Linked DNA regions of Xenopus laevis: region 2 is linked to region 1. A link is a contact called in public Hi-C data. All regions are on one chromosome and are shown on one strand. Each heading gives the region's core, a stretch centred on a gene start, on an enhancer-like site or on the middle of the called end of the contact. The rest is flanking DNA. Distances are from core to core; before and after follow the strand shown.

What was found. Hi-C and Micro-C count contacts between places; a contact is called where the count stands out from the background.
Region 2: a Hi-C map of the XTC cell line shows a contact between it and region 1, with 6 times the contacts expected there. The contact joins the promoter of LOC108719410 here to the promoter of nsmce2.L in region 1. A contact is called at or near these places in 2 of 4 Hi-C or Micro-C datasets (the XL177 cell line and the XTC cell line).

What each region holds. Positions count from the first base shown.
Region 1 is chr6L:151,477,376-151,485,166 of Xenopus_laevis_v10.1, reverse strand. nsmce2.L (NSE2 (MMS21) homolog, SMC5-SMC6 complex SUMO ligasee L homeolog) reads right to left here and starts at 3,764. Exons shown (of 7, transcript NM_001086116.1): 1 at 3,426-3,764. The coding sequence starts at 3,564.
Region 2 is chr6L:151,667,822-151,675,612 of Xenopus_laevis_v10.1, reverse strand. It overlaps LOC108719410 (tribbles homolog 1), which reads right to left and starts at 5,152. Exons shown (of 3, transcript XM_018268261.2): 1 at 4,674-5,152; 2 at 2,292-2,584. The coding sequence starts at 4,994.

The sequences.
Region 1 (7,791 bases), core at 2,515-5,014:
TCAGCAGCTCTCCAGTTTGCAATTTCAGCAATCAGGTTGCTAGGGTCCAAATTCCCCTAGCAACCATGCATTGATTTGAATAAGAGACTGGAACATGAATAGGAGAAGCATGAATAGAAAGATGAGAAATAAAAAGTAACAATAACAATAAGGGGGTAACTTATGAAAGGTCGAAGAAAAAACTTGAATTAGGGAGTTCAGGGTTAACAACTCGGAAACTCGAATCGCTTGAATTGATTGAGTTTTCGTGGCAAAATGTTTAGAAAAAACTCAAACATCATGAAGGCTGTTAACATCTTCAAATGGTTAAAGGGACCTCTGCCACTGACTTTTACATGACTTCAACAGGTTTTAGATGGCTATTTCCAGATTTGAACTATTTCCAGAGTCGGGGTATAATAAATCTTGAAAGAAAAAAATTTTTAACCCGAAAATGTGAATTTTGACCAAATAATCAACTCGAAAACTCAAATTATCATGGAAAACACAACTTGATCCTTATTAAATTACCTCCTTAATGTATAGCTTTACAGAGCATTTGTTTTTAGATGGGGTCAGTGACCCCCATTTGAAAGCTGGAAAGAGTAAGAAGAAGCCAATAAATTGAAAAAAACTATAAAAAAAAAAATAATGAAGACCAAATGAAAAGTTACTTAGAATTAACCATTCTATAACATATTTAAAGTTAACCACCCTTTAAAGTGAATATTCCCATTGCTTAGAAATATATTTATATACAGATGTTACGAACTGCTCTGGCTTTTGCCAAGCAGCACCAGTGTTGTATCTTTATCCAATAATTCTCCCCAACTCGAAATCTTCCTTCAATCTTATGATGGACATACACATGCAGAAATTACCATACAATATGAGAATTCATATAGTTTCATTTGGTTTAAAATGTCACTTGATTGGTTACCATGAGAATTCCCATTCTACCCCGGCACCCAGTGGACCGGTCCGTCTGGCAGGAGGTAAGTGCACAGCAGAGGTGAGTTGTGGCGGCATGTAAGGGGTGAAATGTGAATTGTTAAGTAATGGTTAATATATAATTCATTTGGCCACTAGGTGGCAGTGAGTCATAAGTTGAACTGTGAAAGTTGTTGGTACTGAAGTGAAGTGAATAAAGCAAACAGGAACAGGAAATACAGTGGCCATTCTGGCAGTGATAGAGGAAGGGACAGCAGTCTCTTTAGGGAGAGGTGAGGAGTAAAGGTTGTGCCACTGTACTTGTTATGAAGGAGTCACAGCAATAAACTACTACTGTTTAAAGGAGAAATGAAAAAACCCTAATTTTGTAGGCAATTATGAGTAATATATAGTAAAAAATAAAAGTGCAAAAGACACGGAATCCTTTCTAAGTGTAGTATTTCGTTTTAGTTCAATATAATCCCCGCATACAAATTACACTCACAGGATAAAAGAAAATCAATCGCATATAAGTTCCTTATCTGTCCGTGCGTCTCGCTCCTTGGAAGTCCTCGAGAAAGCGGATCGAAGTCTGCGAAACGCGTTGGACAAAAATGAGCAGCCCTTACGTCTAAAATAAGGAAACCGCTCCAAGAACAAGTGTGGACTTGAGAGAGCTCGAAATCTGGATCACAGGAGGACTGATTGCCGGTACGGGAGTGAGACCGTTACAGAGCACTAAACACATGCAGTGGGACAGAGAGCGAGACGCACGGACAGATAAGGAACTTATATTCGATTGATAATACACTTAGAAAGGATTCCCTGTCTTCCCAAAAGCGGCAGAGCGGGGAAACGATTTTTAAACTGGTGTCGATCCCTGTTAACCTCCACTTCAAGAGCGCCGCAGGTGTAAAATCAGTATAATAATTAATATATGGTGTTGCTTTTACATGGTGCTAAAAATTAATATTATCTTTAAAAATAGCTGCTTTATTGGAGCTCCCTATAGATGTTCTCTGGTCCCTGTTTCAAATGAGGGGTGGGCGTGTCCTAACAGTCCCTGCCAGAAGCACAGTAGGAGGGAGACAGCCAATCACAGCCCTGCAGTCACACCAGCACAGACAGGCTTCAGTTCCCTATCAGGTCCTGCTAGCTGCTGATTGGTTCCTGTCCTACAGCTCCCTGCACCAGCTGAAAGGTCATCTATTTACATAACTAAAAAATTAACGTAAAATATTCAGGAAAACGTAAAATGAGAGAAAGAACGAACACAACTTACAGGTGACTACATAAAAAGATGTCACATCCAGGAACACAAACAATGCGGATAAATAAAACCAGGTGATCACTATCAGATTTCACCAAGTATTGGCGCAATTCAAATCACACTGACCCACCCATCCCACCTTTGAGTCACAGTTTAGTATGATGTAGAGAGGGATATTCTGAGACAATTTGTAATTGGTTTTAATTTTTTTATTATTTGTGGTTTTTGAGTTATTTAGCTTTTTATTCAGCAGCTCTTCAGTTTGCAATTTCAGCAGTCTGGTTGTTAGGGTCCAAATTCCCTAGCAACCAATGCATTGATTTGAATAAGAGACTGGAATATGAATAGGAGAGGCCTGAATAAAAAGGTGATGAATAAAAAGTAGCAATGGCAATAAGGGGCAGATTTATCAAGGGTCGATTTGAAAATTCGAATTTGAACATTTTTTATGGTCAACACTGCCAAATACGACTAGGGAGTTATTCAAATTCGATTTGAGTTTTTTAAAAAATTCTAATTCGATTTTTGAGATTTATCATACTCATACCTTTAAGAATTCAAATTCAACTAATCGCCACCTAAAACCTGCCGAATTGCTGTTTAAGTCAATGGGAGAGGTAAAGGGATCAATTTGAAGCTATTTTTCAAAAATCGAGTTTTTAAAATTCGAATCCAATTAGATTCCAGTTTTCGGGTCGATTGAACTCATCCGTGTTTTGAATACTCGATTTTATTAATGAATTTCGAATTTCACATTTATGGGAGTTTAGGGGAGTTTTTAAAAACTGACATGAATTTGGAAATTGACCTTTGATAAATGTGCCTCCCCATGTGTAGCCTTACAGAGCATTTGTTTTTAGATGAGATCAGCGACCCCATTTTGAAAGCTGGAAAGTTGAAGGGAAATATTAAAAAAAAAATACATTGAAAAGTTGCTTAGAATTGGCCATTCTAGAACATACTAAAAGTTAATTTAAAGGTGAACCAGCCCCACAGGGATGCCCAGCACCACAATCTGATGTCTATAAAGTATCTCTGCCTGAAAGAAAAGCAACCGACATAAAACTGGAAGTGACATTTAGCCTGTAGATCAATTGAGATTTGGTTCAGGCACTTGGACTTGATTGAATCCAAAACCTGCCAAAAAAATGCCGAATCTCAAATACCAACCCAAACTCTGGATTTGGCACATCATTAGTTGTGAGACCCAACAACAGGTTTAGAAGTAAATAAACGTAGAACTTACATCCAGTCTCGAGCAGGTCGAGGGCCACACTGACCGTGATATCCATTCCCGTGTGTAGGTAGCCCTGGCAGTTTTTTAGAGATGACAGGGAGTTATCCACAGAGCTGAAGGAAACCACAGGCGCTGACCGGCCAGACATTTTGAAAGTTTCTACAAAAAAAAAAAAAAAAAAAAAAGTAAAATAAATTCCTTAGAATAATTAGAATAAAGCTCTCCAGTTTGCAATTTCAGCAATCTGGTTGCCAGGGTCCAACTTCCCCTAGCAACCATGCATTGATTTGAATAAGAGACTGGAAAATGAATAGTAGAGGCCTGAATAGAAAGCTTAGTAATAAAAAGTAGCAATAACAATAAGGGGCAGATTTATCAAGGGTCAAATTGAAAATTCTAATTTTTTTTTATGGTCAAAACTCTCTAAAAAAAAAAATGCGACCCTTGATAAATGTGCCTCTAAATGTGTAGCCTTACAGAGCATTTGTTTTTTAGATGGGATCAGTGGCCACCATTTGTAAACTGTAAAGAGTCAGAAGATGACGGCAAATAATTCAAAAACTTTAAAAAACAATAAGTGATGACGACCAATTGGAAAGCTGCTTAGAATTGGTCATTCTGTAACAGACTAAAAGGTTAACTTTAAGGGGGTGATTCACCTTCCAGTTAACTTTTAATATGGTATAGAATGGCCAATTGTAAGCAACTTTTCATCAACATCTTCATTATTTATTTTTGATAGTTTTGAATTATTTGCCTTTTTCTTCTGACACTTTCTAAGCTTTCAAATGGGGTCACTGACCCCATCTAAAAAAAACAAAAAAACAAATGCTTTGTAAAGCTACGCATTTATTGTTATGGCTACTTTTTATTACTCCTCTTTATATTCAGGCCTCTCATTCATATCCTAGTCTCTTATTCAAATCAGTAAATGGTTGTTAGGGTCATTAGGACCCTAGCGACCAGACTGCTGAAACTGTAGAGCTGCTGAATAAAAAGTGAAATAACTCAAAATCCACAAATAATAAAACATGAAAAAAACAAACAAATAGTGTCATAATATCACTCTCTACATCATACTAAAAGTTAATTCAAAGGTGAAGCACCCCTTTAACAGTTGCATTACAAACTCCCTGCAGTGAGTTCCCTGGTTGGAATCAAAACGCTGGACCCTAGAGCTGCAAGGCAGCAATGCTGATTTTTAGCGTTTTTTTAGCAGAAACGCCAATACGTCAAGAAACTACCAAGTCAATAGACTCTATGGGATCTGCACGTTTGAAACCACACTTTGCGTAAATACGCAGCGTATTTTAAACATGGCGTCCAAATTCTCAATGAGAACAATGAAAACAATGAGAAGTGCATGTTGGGAAAAGAATCCTACGTGCTGAAAATGCATGAAAAACGCATGTTGACGGTCGCATGTGGTTTCAGTGGCGGATTTACGCCTGGCTGTTCTTTTTTAAAAACGCAACGTAAAAACGTCACGTCTGGCCTTGCCCTAAGGGGATGGGGTAGGCGGATGACTGGTACCTAAAAAATGCATTCACATATATATCTATATATATCCATATATATCTATATATATATATTTTTTTTTTTTCAGGGCTGGGTACTGGGGGAACAATCCTCCCGGGCTCCGTGGCTCCTATATCCGTGGCTCCAGGCCCCCCTGGATTAGTCGGGTCACTCAGCAGCTAAAGTAGGAGCCGAGCTGCTGACGAAAGGAACCGAGGAAGAAGAATTGTTAGTTCCACTGAGCACTATTATTAAACCGCAGAGCACTATTTTTTGGCTACCAATGGGGGTTTGACTTGTTTTTTGTTTTTGTTTTTTACATATAGCTGGCCCCCTGAAAAATGATGGTGACCCTGTATATATCTATGAACAATATTTTATCAGTAGAGATTCTGAGAGGACAGTAACACTTTTGCAGAGTTTTTTTTTTATCAGTTGCCTCCTGCTCCACCGTTTCATGAGTCACAGCCAGCAGTGCACACACAATACAAACAGACAGATGTTGGTTTTCAATACGCAGAACTGGAAATCCACTGGAACTGCGCAATGAATATATACTGGGAAGCTGCTCGGAATTGTTTTTGCATTAGATTCATAACACGACGGTTTCAATTCACAAACCGAACGTTATTGTTAAAACTGGGGTGGTTCACCCATAAGTTAACTTTTAGTATATTTTAGAACTTTTCAGTTAGTCTTCATTATTTATTTATTTTTATAGTTTTTGAATTATTTGCCTTCTTCTTCATTCCAGCTTTCAAACGGGGGTCACTGACCCCATCTAAAAAACAAATGCTCTGTAAGGCTACAAATGTATTGTTATTGTTACTTTTTATTCCTCATCTTTCTATTCAGGCCTCTCCTATTCATATTCCAGTCTCTTGTTCACATCAGTTCATGGTTGCTAGGGGAATTTGGAGACTAGCAACCAGATGGCAGAGATTACAAACTGGTGAGCTGCTGAATAAAAAGCTAAATAACTCAAAAACCACAAATAATAAAAAAATGAAAACCAATTGAAATTATCTCAGAATATCATTCTCTATATCATACTAACAGTTAACTCAAAGGTGAACAACCCCTTTAATAAATGCCAAATTAACAAGAGCCAGAAGGATTTTAATTCAATCCCGGCTTCCCGTGCAACTGAGACAACGTGCGCCTGTGCCTCGGCCATTAGGGGATGCTGGGAGCTGTAGTACACCATGAACAGAAGAGCCTCGGGTTAAATAATACTCCCAAAGCCGGAAATGGTAAACCCGTACTGAGTAACAAAAACTCCCTCTTCCCTCTCGCCCCCATCTCATAACAGACTCAATCCCTCCATATTAAGATCAGACCTACCTCTCGCACTCACACAAGTACCGCCCACTGCCCTCCTTCCTGTTTCCCCGCTCTCCGAATGCCCCGCCCACCGCTACCACAGTTACTATGGCAGATGGCGCACTGAAACGTCATCAACATTGGCCGCCGCCGCCGCGGCACGTGACTGCCGTGCCTTGACAGGTCATGTGACAGGCAGCTGTGGGTTCTACGGGTGTGCGATAGCGGATTTCTTTGGTGCTGGATACCATGGCAACGGCTCAGCCCTGATTTACTGTGGGGAAAAGAAAGAGAGCTCTTTACAGCAGGATTAGAAAAGAAATCGGATGACATACCTCCCAACTGTCCCTTTTTCAGAGGGACAGTCCCTCTTTTCACAGCTCAACCCGCAGTCCCTCATTTGTACTGGAAAGTCCCTAATTTCTCTGCACTGGACAGCCAGAAAAAGAAACAAAGGGGCAAATTCACTAAAGGACGAAGCGCCTAACGCTAGAGTTAATTCGCTAGCGTAGCGCATTTTTGTTAATTCGCCGATTCACAGACGCTGGCGTAAATTTGCTAGTGATACTTCGCACCCTTACGCCTGGCGAATTTGCGCAACGGACGTAACTATGCAAATTCACTGACGCGCACATTTTTCTGAACGCTACCTTTTACGCCAGACTTCCTTCGCCACCTCAGACCAGGCGAACTACAATAGAGTAGATAGGGATTGCTTCAAAAAAAGTTGACATTTTTTCAAAGTCCCAAAAACGCTGGCGTTTTTTCTTTTTTTATGGGTGATAGACTGAAAAAGATTAAAAAAAATTTTGGGGCTACACCCCCTTCCCCCCTACATTTCCTAACTCATGGCACCTTAACTATACAGTGGGCACATGTGTAGGGCAAAATAACATTTTATTTGCTGTTTTGAAGGTTTCCCAGGCTTGTGTAGTGCTGCTACATATACCTCCATTGTAACTTCAATTTTGTGCCGTATGCAAATTAATCATCGCTAGCGCAACTTCGCTTTGCTTGGCGAATTAACGCTAGTGCAACCTCGCAACCTTACGCTTCCCCTGAGCGCAACTTCGGATTTTAGTGAATTTGCGCAGCGCTGGTGAAAATACGCCTGGCGAAGTGCGGCGAAGCAGACACTGGCGCAACTACGAATCTTAGTGAATTTGCCCCATAGTTTCTCACTGAATTGGCTTTTAGCAGAGAGTCCAGAACAGCCACAGGTGCAAATAAGATACTTTGTAACAATTTTGAGACGCAAATAAACAAATTTAGATAAGGAGAAATATTTTCAAACTTTCATAACCTGCCAAATTTTGTAAAATGAACATGGTAATTAGGGGGTGTGGCCACAGAAAGGGCATGGTCGCTGTTCTACGTGCAGAAAAAAATGTGTCCCTCTTTTTACTTCCAAAATGTTGGGAGTTATGTTATGAATTGCACTTTCCCATCCACCGTAGTCCAGAGACTCAGTTATGTGTATATACACGACGTGCATTAAACCACCGCCGGGCGGGTGATACGCTGTGGGTGAAGG
Region 2 (7,791 bases), core at 3,903-6,402, 190 kb before region 1:
CTGTAGAACCTTCCAACCAAGGCTCTTAGCACCCCTTTGGGGAACCAGTGACCTGGGACATCAAAGAAGTGTTCCCCCTAAGATCTTACCCTAATTGACCCCCAAGATGGGCTTTCAGAATTATAGAAGAGACATTCTCCTGTATCTGTCCCTAACAGGCCTTTTGGCTGAGTCCATCCAACCAAAGCTCTAGCCTAGCTAGCCTTCAAAGATGAGCTTCCAGGATTATCTAGGAGGCACATCCCCACATCTGTTCCTCATTGGTCTTTGGGCTAGGATCACCCATCCAAGGCTCTAAGCTCTCCTTGGTGGGTCAGGCAAGTAGTAATCTAGGCAAGGGCATCAAAGAAGAAACCCAAGATTTCACCCCAAGTGATCTCTAAAAAAGGTGTCCAGGATTATGTAGGAGAGCAATGGCAGTCTACCAAACCAAAGTTCCGAGCTCTATGGCACACACACTGATAACAGGGCAAGAATCACATGAAAACACTGGAATTGTTGTCTGATTCTGACTGGTGGCATTGGTGGTGGATGGTAGGGGGTAGATTTCAAGTGTTTTAAGTGAAGAAAACCCCCCAGTGGATGTTTATAGAGGTGTAATGGTTTATGCCAAAGCCACAAACCATTATACCTCTACAGCTAAAGGGGAATCAGCTGAAAAATATAACATCTCCGGGGCTTCAGAGTTATTTTAAAACCCAAGGGTGGAGCTTCAGAGGCAGAAATGCGTTTTATTTTCTGCTCTGCCCTCACCGAGCTGTGAGATCTGTTACTTTCTGTCCTCGGCCTGACCTCGTGTAACGCAGAGCTCCCCTTGCTTCGGCAAACGGAAAGTATGACTCAATAGACGCTACTGTCTGGCACAAAGTAGCTGCTGTCACACTCACAACTCTACACCTGTGCTTGTGATACACAACAAGCCTGACAACCCCCTGCTGCTTAACCCCCTGACACACATAGCAAATAAAGGCACTCCATTGTCTCCTACAGATTTAACCCTTTTCTGGGAAGGGACAACAGGTGGTGAGCGAAGGGCCCTGCTCCTATTTGCAACCACTGAGCTTCCCCCTATTCAGACACTCACACACCTCCATGTACGACCTGTATTTGCCTATTCTATTTATAACCGCGTGGGAGAGATTTTGCCTTTGCACTAAACTCACAAGAGCTCAGTGCAACCCCCCCCCCCTTACACTTACAGGCTCGGGGGAACACCCAGCAGGGAGCTGAACTCTAACACACAATATGCAGGTTGCACAGGCTCCATTACTGTACTATTCTATTGCTCCCAGAGAGGATCCTTTGCTTTACAGGGGTGCTATGATATAAATATCTGTGTGTGTGGAATATTAGGCATGTTCTGGGCTCTAATGGGAGACATCTGTGCAGGAAGAGATAGGACAAGAGTGTGTGTCCTGTGTTGCGTAAATAACGACGCTATATAAAGCTCCCTGGAATTATTGTATAGGGATGCAGAAGGGGGAAGATAAATGATGCAGCGACATTAAGCACAAGAGCCGCCAAGCCCACCAACTACCAATCCCAGAATCCTTAGTGCTTTTATGAAACAAACCCCTTACATGGACAGTGATTAGACAACACAGCCCGATATCCGAGTACAAATTATCCAACCCTGTGGAAATGCCATGTATACAATGTTACACGTCTCCTCTCCTCCTAATAAAGATATTCATGTATTACGCCAGACCGTGCCCCTAAAATCCATTCCCTTTGAATGTTGCAAAATTCTCCTAAAGGGGAATCAGACCTGAGTGGGGCCCTCCAGTGGTCACATGATGGAAAGAAAGGGCACAGTAAATATCACAGATAAGTTTGAAGAGAGAACAACCTCTTCCCCGCAAGACAGCCTTGATTTAGAGCAGGGGTCGGCCTTTTTTAATTCGAGATCCCTTGGAGGTCCAACATTTGAACAGACCCCCCCTTAGACCATAATAAGGTTACAGAAATAGGTGTCATTCAGCCATAGTTGCAAGGTTGTCTAGAACATCAAATCTCACCCTAATTGACCTTCAAGCTTCTAGGTATATCTAGGAGAACAATTAGGCTTTCACCTTAGATCTCACCTAACTGGCCTGCAGGGTAAGTCCCTACCTCTGCTCTAAGACCCCACAGAGATGCCAACCTCAAAGTTTAGGAACCAGCATTAGACTGGGTCATCTAGATCCCTTTAAAGAACCTGAACCTCTTAGATACAGATACTGCCAAATGGTATAAGGAGATCCTCAGTCTGACCCTGTTGGGAACCATTTATTTAGAGGGCAGCCGCTCACCTTTCCTTATCTGCAAACACAAACTTCCTGAGTTTAAGATCCCCGAGGACTATTGAAGATCGATGGCAGTGGGAGACGGCGCTGACGATTTGGCGGAACAGTCTGGCGGCTTCTTCTTCTCCGAGACGCTTACAGCCGCGCACGTAACTGTGCATGTCCCCAAAATCCTTCTCAAAGAACACATAGGCCTTGCTGTCCCCCTGAATGACTTCCACAATCCCCGTGATATTCCGGTGCCAGGGCAGGTGAATGTAAGACTCGATTTTCTTCTGGTAGTGTTTTAATGGAAAAACCTGAAATATTAAAGAAAAAAAACACATTTTAATATTCCGTTTCTTTAATCACCAAAACTAGTCTCATTTACAGAACTTAAAGAAGCCGCTGTGCAACCCAGTGACACACATGATAACACAAACCTTTTGGCAACAACAACAAAAATGCTGCTTCACATTGTTACTACTTTGTCCGATAACTGAATAGAAACAGGTTTATTTTAACATTTTTTTTTTAATTCATATTCATGTTCTTATTGAACTTGCACACTTGTCTGTTACTTGTTAAATGATTTCGAGTCTGCAAGAAAGTAGCCGTCATGTTATTTTCTTCTTGCTGTTTATTGTGAAACATCCAATAAAACATTTAAAAAACAAAACAAAAATCCTGCACCGTTTTCAAGTTTTTAAAAAAAAAAAAATTTATAACAGCTCCAATGCCAAGAACTTGACGCCGCAATAGCTGGGGGGGGGCTATATGAGTAGTCACTGGCTAATTCTGCTAGCACAATAGCTCTAAAAGCTTTAAACAAAAAAAAAAGAAGACAGAAACCCTTGTTAGAAAAAAACAACACAGGAGCTAACAGAAGCCAAAAACAGATTTAAAAGAAAGAATTTGTGCAGCGCTCAGCTCAATAGCAACACTAGGGGGCAGCACTGTGTGCAAAACAAGCACTTTAAATGCAAAGTGTTGTAGCTTGGGAAGTGCAATTTTTGTGAGGAATTTCATGGGGATTGGGAAGAAGGACCTGGAGCAGCTGCAGGAGAGATGGGATCTTATATCCCAATTACCCCTTGGTCCAGTACAGGGAGCGAGTGAGAAATAATTACAAAAGAAGGTGGAACTGAATTGAATGTCACAACGGCTATGATGTGGCGTCCCAGACACCGAGTGGGATAGGATGGTGCCTTGTGAAATGCGCACGAGTAAGTGCTGAGACATGCGTATCCTATAGATGTCACAATGGGAGGACGGAGCAGGTAGCAACGCAGGAGACTACAGGGTGAAGGGGGTATGAAGTGTGTGGTGGGGGGTACAGTTGCCCCCCCAAAAATCAGTCAGTTTCATACGAGGAAGGTTAAATATAAAAGCAATTAAGAATAAGATGCAGGTCTGAGCAGTGAAAGGAGACGATTAAATAAGCAGAACAGAAGGAAGAGAGCGATGCCAACTGAGCGTGTCCCTAAAGAGAGGTCATGGGAGTGCCTGGCATACACACTTACACACATACATACATATACACATACTTACACATATACACTTACATACATATACACATAGTTACACACTTACACATATACACTTACTTACATACATACACACATACATATACACACACTTACACATATACACACATACATATAGATACACTTACACATATACACACATACATACATATACACACACACTTACACATACATACACACTTACACACATACATACATATACACATACTTACACATATACACTTACATACATATACACATAGTTACACACTTACACATATACACTTACTTACATAAATATACACACACTTACACATATACACACATACATATAGATACACTTAGATATACACACATACTGTACCACCAGCAATCACTGACAGTTGCCCAATGATATCAGTATGTGCCACTAGATGCACCTGAGTGTATACAGACTCCTCTGCCTCTGCCCAAGGTAAATGAGCCCCAGTCTAAGTACCTGCCAGATCTCCAGTCACAATATACACATTATATACAATTATATACAATTATACAGTGCCAGTCTATACACATACAGTTACCCCTCCTGCACATACACTTGTACCAACAATGATGCACTTGTACCGCACATTAACCCCCCAAACTAATCGCTGGTTCCCAGGGTGCACATTCCCCCCAATATTTCTTACAGGATCCCCCCCCTGAGAGCTCAGCCCCCAGCTGATCTCCTCGCACCCCCATGTGTCACTGTGCAGGAGAAATGCCAGATGCCCCAGTCTGAGCTGCACATGAGCCAGTGATGTGACAGTTGTGTATAAGAGGGACCAGTCTCATATAATAATAATAATAATAAAGCTAATAATAATAATGCTAAAGGTAATGCTAGTGAGTGGCTCCAGCGCACCTTACACTGCAGCTCGGCCCCGGAATGCAGCTGGAGAGCCCGGTAGACGTGCTGTCGGCCCCCGGTGGGGAGCAGGAGGCAGTTGCCGATACAGGTCGGTCCTTGCGGGTGACAGTTGGTTCCGTGGGGGCTGCTGGGCTGGGGGGAGCCGGGGGAAGGCAGGAAGCCATTGTCCGTGGGGCTGTCGATGAGCCGGGGACATTTAGCCGGGGGTTCGTCGCTCTCCAGTCGCTTGGAGGAGGCGCTTCTACAGACGGCCAGACGGAGGGCACTCAGTCGGCTCTGCCGCGGAACGTTGGCGACCATTGGGCACACAGACATATCCAAAGCGAATATCCGCCAGCATGTGACTTAACGCCGGGATGCGCGAATCCTCTCCCGTATCCAGACTCAAGAGGTAACGGGACAGGTGCGACTACTCCGAGCTCCCGGCTCCCTCTGGCTTCTCTCAACTCCAGGATCAGTCCCAGTATCAGCGCCTCCTCCTGTCACTCGCTCCTCAACACGCCGGCCACGCCCCCCGGCGCTTACGCAACAGCAGCGATCTGACCGGGGGGCGGGATTACTCTCTGGCGTCATTCTGAGGGGAGGGGCCTCTTGTCCTGAGAGTGGAAATGTAAGAGAATGAATGAGGCGTCGCTGCAACTCCGCAGACTGAACTACAACTCCCAGCAGCCTCTGTTAGGAGCCTTTGTTCAATAACAGGGGGATTTTGCTCTAGAACCCACTAGCACTAAGTATCTTATTGTTGGACAGGAATTCATCATTTAGGAATTAAATCATTCACTTCATTCATCAGTTCCTGAATTGACTATTCCTGCAGCAGAGAGAGAACAAGTGCTGGGGGCACACAGGCTGCAGAGCTCACACTTTACTACATCTCCCAGCATTCCCTGAGAGACAACCAAGTCCTGACTCCTAGACATTCTGTAGGGTGACTTGTAAATGACTCTCATCTGACTGTGTATATTAGTTCTATATAGAGGGACCTGTATCACGTGACTGTGTATATCACTTATATATAGATTGATACATATTTACAAATCTGTGTAACTTACACTGTATATAGTGTAACTATGTAATTAAGGGCATCTGTGTGTGTGTGTGTGTCTTCAGTCAGTGGAATCAGTATTGTACTAATGTACAGGTTATAATATATAGATTTATATGGTACAGGTGAGTGTGTAATAATAAGTTAACTGTTATGATGTCACTGTATAAATAGCAATGGGGACATTCACCTTCCTATTAACTTCCCAGTCTAGTACTGTTGCCATTACTCCTAGTGTCCTCTAGGGGCAGTAAGGTCAATATCATGGAAATATATAATAAATCAGGAGTTGCTTTGCTTAGAAATATATACTAACTAGACAGACACACAGATAGATAATAAATAGATAGATAGATGATAGATTACATGACATATAGATGATGATGACAGACAGACAGATATTATATAGATTACATGACATATAATTATTATTATTTATTATTAACATGTATTTATACAGCGCCAACATATTGCGCAGCACTGTAAAGTAAATGTGATTATACAACTACATCACATGAATTACATATATAGAATATATGGAGTAACAAACATCACAATCAATACAGGTACAAAATGGTGAAGAAGGCCCTATGAATAGGCATACAGTCTAAAGGGAAGGGAGTAATACACAAGGTGTGGGAGTGGGCAAGATCGAATTGAGTGGGTGAGAAATGTGGTATTGTATGTGGTGTTGCGTTTGGTAGTTAAGCAGAGTGAGGGGAGGCTTCTCGAAAGAAGTGCGTTTTCAGAGATTTTTTGAAAGTAGAAAGGTTGGGAGAAAGTCGGACAGACCGTGGGAGAGAATTCCAGAGGAGGGGTGCAGCCCTTGCAAAGTCTTGAATGCGAGTATGTGAGGAGGTAATGAGAAAAGAGTTGAGTAGCAGGTCAGTAGAGGAGTGTAGTAAGCGAGTGGGTGAGTATATAGAGATGAGTTCAGAGATGTAGGGTGGAGCAGAGTTGTGAAGTGCTTTGAAAGTCAGTGTCATTAATTTGAATTTGATTCTGAAAGGTAACGGAAGCCAGTGCAGGGATTGACAGAATGGCGAGGCAGAGGAGGTTGCTGAGGTGTATGAGCCTCGCAGCAGTGTTCATTATGGACTGGAGAGGTGACAGTCTCTGGAGGGGGAGGCCAATTAAGAGAGAGTTACAGTAGTCTAGACGCGATATGATGAGAGAGTGAATAAGAATTTTGGCAGCGTCTTGGGTGATAAATGATCGTATTTTGGATATGTTCCTTAGGTGGAAGTGACATGATTTAATAAATGACTGGATATGAGGAGTGAATGACAGCGCAGAATCTAGGATAACCCCAAGGCACCGGGCCTAGGGAGAGGGGGTGATAGTGGAATTGTTAACTATGATGGATACTTCGGGGATGCTACTGGTGTTAGTTGGAGGAAAGAGAACCATTTCAGTTTTAGAGAGGTTTAATTTAAGGTAGCATTGCGACATCCAGGTAGAGATAGCGGACAGGCAGGAGGAGACGCGAGTTAGGAGTTTTGGATTGAGATCAGGAGATGAGAGATAGATCTGAGTATCGTCAGCATAGAGGTGGTAGTGAAAACCATACGAATTTATTAATTTGCCAAGGGAGGAAGTATAGAGGGAGAATAGTAATGGTCCCAGGACAGAGCCTTGAGGAACTCCAACAGAAAGAGGTAGGGGAGAAGATGATACTCCATTGTAGGAGACACTGAAGGAACGATTGGTGATGTAAGAAGAGAACCAGGACAGGGCTGTGTCACGAAGGCCAAGCGACTGGAGGGACTGGAGGAGGAGAGGGTGATCTACAGTGTCAAATGCGGCTGAGAGATCAAGCAGTATTAGTAGTGAGAAATGATTGTTGGCTTTAGCGGTTAAGAGGTCATTAGTTAGTCGAGTCAGGGCAGTTTCCGTGGAGTGTTGTGGCTTAAAACCAGATTGTAGGGGGTCCAGCAGGTTATTGTCAGAGAGGAATGAGATAAGTCGGTTGTAGACTAGGCGCTCAAGTAGTTTAGAGATGAAAGGTAGCAGAGAGATAGGTTGGAGGTTGTCAAGATTGGAGGGATCAAGAGAGGGTTTTTTCAG